Regions from separate parts of the Sus scrofa genome. Here regions 1 and 2 are each linked to region 3. A link is a contact called in public Hi-C and HiChIP or PLAC-seq data. All regions are on one chromosome and are shown on one strand. Each heading gives the region's core, a stretch centred on a gene start, on an enhancer-like site or on the middle of the called end of the contact. The rest is flanking DNA. Distances are from core to core; before and after follow the strand shown.

Evidence for each region. A called contact is a pair of places that touch in the nucleus more often than the background predicts. HiChIP or PLAC-seq counts read pairs in DNA pulled down with a chosen protein or histone mark.
Region 1: a contact with region 3 is called in an H3K27ac HiChIP or PLAC-seq map of alveolar macrophages. The contact joins two enhancer-like sites. A contact is called at or near these places in 1 of 47 Hi-C or Micro-C datasets (undifferentiated spermatogonia) and 1 of 2 datasets of contacts at active chromatin or transcription factors (alveolar macrophages).
Region 2: a Hi-C map of alveolar macrophages shows a contact between it and region 3, with 2.8 times the contacts expected there. The contact joins two enhancer-like sites. A contact is called at or near these places in 2 of 5 promoter capture datasets (fetal liver and liver), 17 of 47 Hi-C or Micro-C datasets (alveolar macrophages, blood, embryonic fibroblasts and 7 more) and 2 of 2 datasets of contacts at active chromatin or transcription factors (alveolar macrophages and skeletal muscle).

What each region holds. Positions count from the first base shown.
Region 1 is chr6:103,732,991-103,736,654 of Sscrofa11.1, reverse strand. It overlaps EMILIN2 (EMILIN-2), which reads left to right. Exons shown (of 8, transcript XM_021096135.1): 5 at 1,118-1,495; 6 at 2,550-2,582; 7 at 3,228-3,356. Among named protein-coding and RNA genes, the nearest start is that of LPIN2, 47 kb to the right of the region's middle. Within about 2 kb of position 1,329, at least 44 of the 83 cell types and tissues checked have an H3K27ac peak or open chromatin away from gene starts, as enhancers often do. A contact at or near this core is called in alveolar macrophages, where this site is marked.
Region 2 is chr6:103,712,373-103,715,655 of Sscrofa11.1, reverse strand. It overlaps LPIN2 (lipin 2), which reads right to left. Exons shown (of 19, transcript NM_001141987.1): 8 at 179-366. Among named protein-coding and RNA genes, the nearest start is that of LPIN2, 26 kb to the right of the region's middle. Within about 2 kb of position 1,830, at least 14 of the 83 cell types and tissues checked have an H3K27ac peak or open chromatin away from gene starts, as enhancers often do. A contact at or near this core is called in alveolar macrophages, where this site is marked.
Region 3 is chr6:103,532,054-103,535,512 of Sscrofa11.1, reverse strand. MYOM1 (myomesin-1) reads right to left here. Exons shown (of 37, transcript XM_005665300.3): 17 at 2,675-2,796. Among named protein-coding and RNA genes, the nearest start is that of MYOM1, 83 kb to the right of the region's middle. Within about 2 kb of position 1,797, at least 5 of the 83 cell types and tissues checked have an H3K27ac peak or open chromatin away from gene starts, as enhancers often do. A contact at or near this core is called in alveolar macrophages, where this site is marked.

The sequences.
Region 1 (3,664 bases), core at 80-2,579, 200 kb before region 3:
CCCTTCCCATCAGAGTCCTGAAGACAGTGAAGACCTAATGCCTTTCTATTGTGTGGTGTGAGTTAACTGATCTTCGGTGCATCTGAAATAGTAATAGCTCTGTACCATCCCTGGGAGAATTGAAAAAGGGACCACTTCATTCAGATCACTTTCTTTCAGGCTTAATTCTCTCCTGGAGTACTGGTCAGGAAAGGCTGTTTGGGAAATAGCCTTCCTTTGTGGGTAGAGGTGGCTGGCAGCCTAGCTCTGTGGGTGGAAGAGGAACATGTGTCTGATGTGCCATAATTACCTTGGCGAGTTTTTAAACAAAGCTAGACAGTGAGCCAACAGGCATTTGATTGGCAGCTTGGTTATAATTTGGTAGCGTTGGAGCCTGGGCCACTGCAGGCACCACGCAGCTTGAGGAGGTGGGTGGGGTTTGGCTTGTGCGGGTGGGATCATGGCCAGTCCTGCTTATTTTCAGATGTCTTGCAGGCCTCCAGGAAGGGCTTCCTGGAAGACTGGTTCCAGGAAAGTATTCAGAGGAAAGGGTGGCAGCTTCCTGGCTGTGTCACAGCGCCATCCTGAGAGGGCAGGGAAATGTGACTCAGGAGTTTCCTTCAGCAGAAACTCCAGCAATTGGTCATCCTGAGGCTGTGGTGAGAGGCCCAAGGCGTTGGGGTGACCACGGGGCCATCTGCTGCAGAGGCAGCCACACCTTCATGTCTGCCTGGGTCACCTAGTGTCTGCCCAAGGCAGGCCCTCGGCCTGTGAAGCCTCCACAGTGACCGTTGAGACCAGCTTGTTTGGGAGAATGTAAGGTCATAGGTGGCAACAGGCAGATCCCATCTAGGGGACTGTCATCTAGACAAATCGGGGTGTTTGGTTGCTGAAGCCAAGCGTGGTCCTGCCTGGAGCCTGTGACCATCACGGAGAGAGGCTGAAAGCCCGAGGTGGGCCGTCCACACGCTGTGGTGGCTGCGCCTGTGCTCACTGCTGGCACCAGCCAGTGACTTCGTGGATGCCTCGGGGCAGCCCTCCCAGCGCACACCTTTCGGGGAGCCTCTCAGAGGGGCCGGAGGCTGAGCTGCGGAGCCTGCCTTTTTTAACCCTGTGTATTTCTTTCTACTTTGCGAAGGCTCAGCGGAGGAGTCCTCGGAAGCGCCCCCTCCTCCGCCCCGAGGGACCCCGCCCCCAGCGGCACCTAGCGACCCTTCTCCAGCACTGCCACCACCGCAGCCCAGCCCGCCGCCGCCTCGCGAGGACCCAGGAAGGCCGCACACGGGCCAGCGGCCGGTCCTGCCCCGGAGACCCACCCAGCCGCCGCCCTCGAGGGCGTGGCCCGGCTGGATGGGGCTGCCCTTCCTGCCCGGCTCCACCGGAGTCATCACGGAGACCGGGGAGGCCGGGCCTCCGGGCAGGGTGGGCGTGTCGGGGAGGGGGCTGCCCCAGGGCGCCGACGGCCACACCCAGCCCGGGCTCGTCCCCAGCGCTGAAGGCTATGCCGGAGCTCCAGGTAAGGCTGCCTGGGCCCTGGGAGCTGCTGCGGGGTCTCTGTGGTCACAGGTCCAGCCTTCAGGGCACGAAGTCCAAAACAGCTGTCTGCAGGTGTGGCAGGACCCTGCAGTAACACCTTATACTTTAAATGGATTTGCCCCCGGGGGTTGTGGTACCTGGACCCACACAGGTAGCTGGTTCATCTTCCCAGCAGGGAGCTACCAGGAGGTTTCAGGGTAGCAGAGACAAGCACACGAGTGGGTAGGCTGGAAGCTTGCGCTCCAATCCCACCTCTGTCAGGACAAGGCTCAGCGTTAATGTTCAGTGCTTGGCTGGTTCAGTGCTTGGCTAGGAGGTGCTCTGTGTGAGCTGTGCATGTCAGCACCTGGTGGAGAGGTAAAGGCAAGAGTGAGAAGGAAAAGGGAGGAGCATTTAGGGGACACCCACTGTGTGCCAGGGCCTGAGCTATGACAGCACTGTGAAGGTGACATTCTACGGATAGATGAGGAAACTGAGGCTCTGGGCTATGACATGTAAACAAGTGGTGCCGTGTGGGGTAGCTGTCACAGGATGGTACAAACCAATTGCCTGAGTTAAACCAAGCTGCCAGGTGGAGGCACCCTGCCATGGCAGGGCCAGCCCGCCTGATTGAAGCACCGGGGCTGCCACCCCAAGCGTCACTGATCACAACTCTGACTCAGGCAGGTGTGTTGCCTTTTCTAGGATGAGTTTTCCTTCTCTCAGTTCCATGTATCATGGATGCTTATATTTGTTAATTTCTACATCTGTCCTTCCATCCATTGCATCCAGTCTAGCTGGGGGCAGAGCCAGTGAACAGCCAATGCTCCTGGAGGGCAAGCGTGGGAGGCGACACGTGTCTGTCTGTAGCCTTCTCCCTGGCTTGTGTCCCTGCGCAGGGAGAAGCACGCTGCCTCTGTTTCTGCGAAGGCGGCTTGGAGAGGGTGCTCTGAATGTTTCCTTAAACCGTGTAAGGAACAGGGAGACAAGGAGGGGCTCAGAAAAATGAGGTGCTCTTCAGGGTTTTGACATTGCATCTGCATTTTGTTTTTCAGGGTACCCCAAGTCACCACCTGTAGCCTCCCCAGGTATGTCAGCCAGGAGACCGGGGCGGGGTGGAGGGGGACAAGAGGCTGAGGCCAGTTGTCCTTGGCAGCCCAACTCCCTCCCCTGCAGTCCTGCTACCTCCGGACCCCCAGAACCAGGACCCCCAGGACCCTAGTCAGGGCCATCAGCACAGGTGGAGCCCGATGCCAGCTGCAGGACAGGGCCTCTGCAGACTGAGCCCCACAAAGCCTGCTCCCCAGGGAGAGTCAGAGTTAGGCCCCAGACCAGGAACGTCCCCTCATCTATTATCCCGGCTTGAGCTGGGAGGGGCCCTGACTAGGGTCCTGGGGGTCCAGGTTCTGCACTAATTGTCAGCAGCTTCTGAGATTATTCCTGTTGTCCACACCCTGCCCACCCTAGTTCCCTGACACCCCTCTACTCAGCCCCCCCCACTCCTACACACGTGTAAAACACACATGCGCAAAGGCCCCATCTTTGCAGTGTCCTGCACAGTCTCATGCACGTGCACTCCCAGTAATTTCCTGTGTCTCTGCTGAGGATGCCGTGGCACCGGGTGTGAGGGGGTGTGTCTGCTTTGAGGCTGGAAGAGAGGTGGGGGCTGCCCCTGGGGACAGCATGTGGGCCTCGGCTCGGGTCCTGACTGCCTGTGCTCCTCTCCCGCCCAGGGGTTCCGGTCCCGTCTCTGGTGTCCTTCTCGGCGGGGCTCACCCAGAAGCCTTTCCCCAGTGATGGGGGCGTCGTCCTCTTTAACAAAGTGCTGGTGAACGACGGGGACGTGTACGACCCCAGCACTGGTGAGTCCTTGCCCACACCACGCTAGCGGCACTTGGGAGGAGGTGGTGGCCAGGACCGGCCCAGGGGCCTGCGCTGGGGCATGGGGTGGGGGTGCTGCTGTTTCCCAGCCCAGAGGTGGGCCCAGCCTGTGTTGTGAGGCTTCCGAGGTTCAGGGAGGTTGGAAAGCATCCTGATGCCCTTCTTTGGGTGTCACTCTAACCTGGGGACAGGACAGCCTTCCCCTTCTGGGAGGAACTGGCCCCCCGTGGGCCAGCACCACTCACCCTGCCGGGATTCGTCTGTGGCCCAGGGACAGTGGGGAAGGGAG
Region 2 (3,283 bases), core at 581-3,080, 180 kb before region 3:
CTCAACAACTGTACGGACGGGCAGGCCACCCGAGCCTCCAGCCACACACCCTCTCCCACCCTCTGATCTGTGGTATCCTCGACACCAGGTGCCTCCAATGAGGGGCGAAGGGCCTGCCACCAAAGGGAGGCACCTGTTACATGCAAGGACCCCCAGGGCCACAGGCAGGGGGGCGTACCTTTAGAAATCTCCCCGTTCTCGCTGAGGCCCCCACAGAGCGAGAGGGTGACGTCGGGCAGGTCCATGGCGGAATCCGACAGGCACTCGGTGCCGCTATCAGCAGCTGCACTGCCCACCGACTGTGGGGACTGGGAGCCGGAGAAGGTGTCAGACTCGGGCCACTGCCGGGAGCCAGGCTCCGACTCACTGCGGGAGAAAGGACTCACCTTAATATGGCTCCTTGCGGCCAGGCTTCCTAACTGCACAGCCCTTGGGGAGCCTGAACTAGCTTGAAAAAGGGGCAGGCCGACCTGCCCTGGGACATGGATTCACTTAGGTGGTGCTGAGAATCACGTCACGAATGACATTAAAAATGGCCTAATGCCATTATTGAGGAATTAACTGAATACAGTAAATACGGCACAAAAAAAATCACCACCCTCATTCACAATAATGCAAACTTTTCAATGATAGCCTTTCTTATTTAAATTAAAGGGGGCAAAAGAATTATAAGCACTTATTTGTATTTCCATGATGAAAATGACAGAGTAATTAAGAAAAACATGATGTTCAGAAACCTTTTGATCCTAACTTCCCAGAAAAGACCATGTGGTACTATATACACATCCTGTAGAAAATTACTTTAGTCCAAAGTTGTATCATTTTTAAAACAAGGCTTTTCTGAATTCATCCGACTGCAAAATAGAACAAAGAAATAAACCAAGTGAAAATTCTCAGGAGGCTAGATAAAGCTCAAAAAAGAAGTGTACAAAAAAGTAGAATAAACTGCCCTTATATTAGTGAGGGGCAGAACTAAGTTGAGGTTATTCAGTATTTCCACTTTTCTAGATGAGGCATAGAAGCCAGGTTTTAGAAGCTGATCCTAAAAACAAACGTTTCTGGGAGTTCCCGTCGTGGCACAGCGGAAATGAATCTGACTAGGAACCTTGAGGTTGTGGGTTTGATCCCTGGCCTCACTTGGTGGGTTACGGATCCAGCGTTGCTGTGAGCTGTGGTGTAGGTCGCAGACATGGCTCAGATCTGGCGTTGCTGTGGCTGTGGCGTAGGCCAGCAGCTGTGGCTCCAATTGGACCCCTAGCCTGGGAATCTCCATATGCCGTGGCTGGGGCCAAGACCAAAGTAAATAAATAAATTAATTAAAAAAACCTTTCTGTAATGGACCATAAATCTGAGAGAAAAAGAATAAGGAAATGGAAACTTAAGTCTTTTAGCCATGAACGCTCACTGCTCTATACCTTTTGAATGGATATTTAATGTTGCATTGAAATACTGTTCTAGAACTTTCAAATTCATTTTTTTTTTTTTCTTTTTGGGGCCGCACCTGCAGCATATGCAAGTTCCTGGGCTAGGGGTCAAATCAGAGTTGTAGCTGCTGGCCTATACCTCAGCCACAGCAATGTGGGATCTGAGCAACATCTGAGACCTACTCCTCAGCTCATGGCAACACCGGATATTTAACCCACTAAGCGAGGCCAGGGATTGAACCCATATCCTCATGGATACTACTTGGGTTCTTAACCCACTGAGCCACAACGGGAACTCCCCAAATTCTATTCTTTTATTAAAAAAGCCAGCATATTACGGTAGGCCATCCAGTGAAGTCATGTGATCTTCAGAGAAAACTAATTTGAGCAGTAGGTGGCAGCAGAGTACAGACATGTCACAGAAAGCAGTTTCAAACTCTATTATGTTTTGCATTTTAGCTAACTTTTAAGAAAGGATCTGGGGTTTTGGAAATTCTCTTAGGAGCAATACACACCCATAGCACAATACTGAGATTAATCGGATCAACCAAATGGACTCCTTACTGGAAATGGTGAAAAAGCCAAAACCACATAAAACAGCAAAACCTGCCTTCTCTGGTGGGGTCCAGGGGCAAGGCCCACCCCTGGATGTAAGACAAATATCCATGTCCTCATTTTCCTGGGGAGATAGCGAGGTCCCCCTGTAGTCAGGTATGGCCACGTGATCAGATGATGGAGCTGTCCACGTAGACAGAAGGCTTGTGCTGAGTCCTTCCTAAGGCTGGCCCCTGAAGCTGCCCTTGTGATCCCCTGCTTTTCCCGTCCGGGCCCTAAGGGGACGGGGAGCCTCAAGATGGAAGCAGCTTGTGATCCTGAACCCCTGTATCCAAGGCCTCCCACCAATACCAGCTCTGGATCGTCATCACTAGAACATGTGGTCCAGCCTACTGTGGTCTAGCCCCGAGGTCTTGGGTTTATCAGTTAGATCAGCTGGTGTTACTGGAGCCAATGGTGAGTACATGGAGGACGAAGTAGGTCACCAAACCCATGAGGGATGTGACTTAGGGGCAAGCTTAGTGATAATTACAGATACAGGGTATTTCGTCAAATTGGCAATGAACACAATAAAACAAATGCTTATGAGCACTTCAACAGTCTGTCTCTAAATACTAATGACTGTCTCAAGAAACAAACAGTTCATGAGCTAAGAAGCCTGCCTGGTGAATGGCAATGGTTCCAATCACGTTATAACAGCACACAGAGGTCCCACAGCACTTAGTTATGTCACGCTCCCCATTTTTTAAAAAGGAAACTAGGAAATTTGTCTTAGGAATCCCAGTGTATAAAAATGATTAAGGACTGGGAAATCTCAAAGTGATACTTTTAAGAGAGCTTACATTTTTAACTTTCTTATTGGGGATAAAAGAGACTAGTTTCATTTCTTTCGCCTTAAAAATCCAACTACTGGAGTTTCTGTTATGGCTCAGTGGTAACGAACCTGACTAGTATTCATGAGGATGCAGGTTTGATCCCTCACCTCGCTCAGTGGGTTAAGGATCTGGCGTTGACACAAGCTGCAGTGTGGGTTGCAGATGCAGCTCGGATCTGGCATTGCTGTGGCTGTGGCGTAGGCAGGCAGCTGTAGCTCCGATTTGACCCCTAGCCTGGGAACTTCCATGTGCTATAGGTACAGCCATAAAAAGACAAAAATCAAAAAAACAAACCAACCCTCAACTATTACTTTAAATGAAGTGTATCTATCTGGAGACAAATATAGAGCAGAAACCTAGGAAGGAGTTTTAAAAATTTCAAAAATACTGGTAAAAACATTAAGTATCTTCATATCAATTCCACCTTTC
Region 3 (3,459 bases), core at 548-3,047:
CTTCATTTATGTGGGTTTTTTTTTTTGCTGATCAAACTTTCACTCACCTGTGGAAATTATGGTTTTTCAATAAAGAAAGAGAAGGTGGGGTGGTAGAAAGAAATTCACTAGATATGCAGTAACATTAAAAAGAATTTTCTGAATATTTCTTTGGGGTTATCAGAGATAAAGAAACTATCTTATTCAAAAAGATTCTCAGAATAGTAAAGATTTTTAAAAGTAAAATACACTTTTCTCTCTTCTATCACCAACCTCATTCATTCTTTACATTTAAAAAAAGCTCTCTCTTTCAGAGTAATGTTAAATATGAACTCTCAAATAAATGCCACAGCTCATCTTGAGTTGAAGAGGTAAACAAAGGTGTCAAAATAGACGAAGTTACAGAAATTAGGAGTGGGCAGATGTAGGGGGTGGGTGAGAGGTATGTTATGTCAGTATATGCTTATCATTTCATTTTTATTCAGTAAGAAAAAAACATTATCTCTAAGAATATATTAAGCCACAAGTACCAAATACCCTAATCAGAAAATCCTGATTACTGAAAGTTGGTCTTTCTAGTCTAATTCTGATTAGATAATTAGCCTTCCTGATAGCCTTTTTTTTTTTTTTTTTTTTTTTTTTGTCTTTTTGTCTTTTTGCCTTTTCTAGGGCTGCTCCCTCGGCATATGGAGGTTCCCAGGCTAGGGGTCCAATCAGAGCTGTAGCCACTGGCCTACGCCAGAGCCACAGCAACACAGGATCTGAGCTGCGTCTGCAACCTACACCACAGCTCATGGCAATGCCAGATCCTTAACCCACTGAGAGGGGCCAGGGATCAAACCCGCAACCTCATGATTCCTAGTTGGATGTGTTTCCACTGCGCCACAACAGGAACTCCTGCTCTCATCTCTTAACTGTCAGCAAAATTAGGCCAAAAGTACATCTGCCTGACAAACCAAAAAGGACTCTACAACCAAATTACTTTATTCTATGAATACTTTACACCACGAATGATATATGAAAGCCAAACCCATATAAAATTACTTTTACAACTCATGAAAAAAAGTATCACAAATGGATAACTGAAAACACATAAAATTAAGAACGAACACTGATGAAAGTGAACACAGATGGAAGAATGTGATCTCGACAATGAGCGGTGAGGACGCTGATGGAAACAGATGGAACACTTTTACTGTTTTGACTCTCACCTAGATCCTTCTTCTTTTTCAGAGGGTCAGACTTACTTTTCCCCTTAACAGCTGCCTTCTGTGGTGGTGGGGAAAGCTCTTCCTGAACTGTTTCACTTACTTTCCTCACTTCCGTTTGGCCCAGGTTGTGAGAGCTACTGGGTAGTGAAGCTTTGTTAAGTTTGCTACCAAGCAAAGCATCTTTCTTAAAGGTTGGCTGGGAGGTGTCATGCATGCCTCCCCTGAAGTCTGTTAGTCCTCCAGGTGTATCACTCAGTTCAGGCCACACAGCTGGAGACACTGCGCCCCCTACAATTGCCAGATAACAACAGAAACACTTTGAGCCTGGACACACTACAAGTTGCTCTTATGTAGTAGAACGAAAGAGAAAAACATTAGGACCACAAATAGAACAAAGACAGTCTTGGTTGAATAGAAAGCACTTGGACTTACAAGAAATATGGAAAGCATGCATTTCACATAACTTACACCAAGGGAACATTTCAACTTCTCCATATTTTGGAAAAAGAAGAAATGAGAACAAAAAACCACAGACAAAACAGGAAACATGTCGATTTGCAGGACTCCAGTATATATAAGAAAAAGCACTTCTCAGACATTTCTTGAGAGATAGAAGCTCTATTACTCAACAGAATGGGCCGGGAGAAAACCCATAAAGTACACAGAAGGCAAACATTAAACATCTTGATTATATAACAATTAGAGTTATGTACCTTACTGATATATTAACGGTCTGTACCTCCCAACCTCAAAGAAACATGCTATGTCCTTATAATATGAATACATTATAAGGCGTGTTAAAAAATAATATAGAATGCTAACTAAAGACAAACAATATTAAATAATTTTCTCTTTAAATGTGCTATTATATCACAGATATCATTTTTATTGCTCAGAACTACCTGGTCCCGTCCCCACCTTAAGATTGGGAGGTACACCACTGCGCATACACATCATTACTTTACATTACGGGTTGGTTACTTTGCCAGCAGGGATGAAACATATGATTAAGCAACCACACGTGTCTCGCATGAATTTTAGCAGCGTTTATAAAAAGCAGGTTAATGTGCTGTTACTGAAGACAAGCCAGGCCTGCTGCAGATGAAATGGCTTTTAGGTATGAGATGATCGGTGTTATGGGGGAGGTACCACCTCATGGAATTGGATGGTCCTTCATATTCCCGGGATGAGGACGAAGTTAGAATGGAATTTCACAGTGGGCAATATCTGAGGAAATGTGGACTTGTGGAGATGAAAAGGCTACAGATGCATGGAGTCTGGGTAAGTGATGAAGATCTGTAAGATGACAGCTATGAAGGTTAGAGGTCACCTGGAGTCAGAGACAGTGATCACCTGAGGGTGGAATCATCAAGCAGCATGAGAAGCTTTACACAGTTTCTGGAGAGGATGGGATTTTCCTTTGTCACTCAGAAACATTCATTCCCCCCCCCCCGCCCCTGCAAAGTTATGCATGAAGAACTTACCAATAGCAGCTTTTACTTCGATTGCTTCTGAATCCTGCGAATATTCACTAAGTCCAGCTGCATTAACTGCTCTGACCCGGAAAATATAACTCTGACCAGTAGTCAATCCATGACAAGTGAATCTGAAAGGAAAATTAGGAAGGATGATTGTTAGCTTAACAGAATGATCTGACTTTATGAAAATGAGTTGTTTTTTTAAAAGGAAGAAAAAGATATAGAGAGATCCAGGTAACATTCACATGTTAGACAAGAAGGCAGCTCAGACAATTTTCCAGACTCACTCTGTCAAACAATGACGAGTCCTAGTTTTCCCTGAATAAACACCCTATCCTTTTTGAGCTTCTGTGTTCTTATCAGTAAAATGGGGCTAATAATGCCTACACAGTAATGTAATAATGCTACATAATAATGTAATATGTAATAATTACATAACAATGTAATATAACAATGTAATAATGCACAAAATAATGCCTACATAATAATGCCTACATAGAAATTTTTGTGTGAAGATTGACCATAAAGTGTGTATGGTACCCATTCTAGGGCCTGGCATATAAGAGGCATTAAATAAACAATAGGTGGTATTAGTTACATTGTTAATGACTATTTCAGGGATATACTTACATTGTAAGCCACTGGCTCTGCCCCTTGTCACAGAGGCCTACTCACTGCCTCCCTGAATGTCCTGGAAGGTAAATTACTTGAGAAATTACTCTAGAATCTGAAATTAAGGTGAAAAATGGATTCCAGAATTGTCATCTACACGTAAATTTCCAATAATGAGG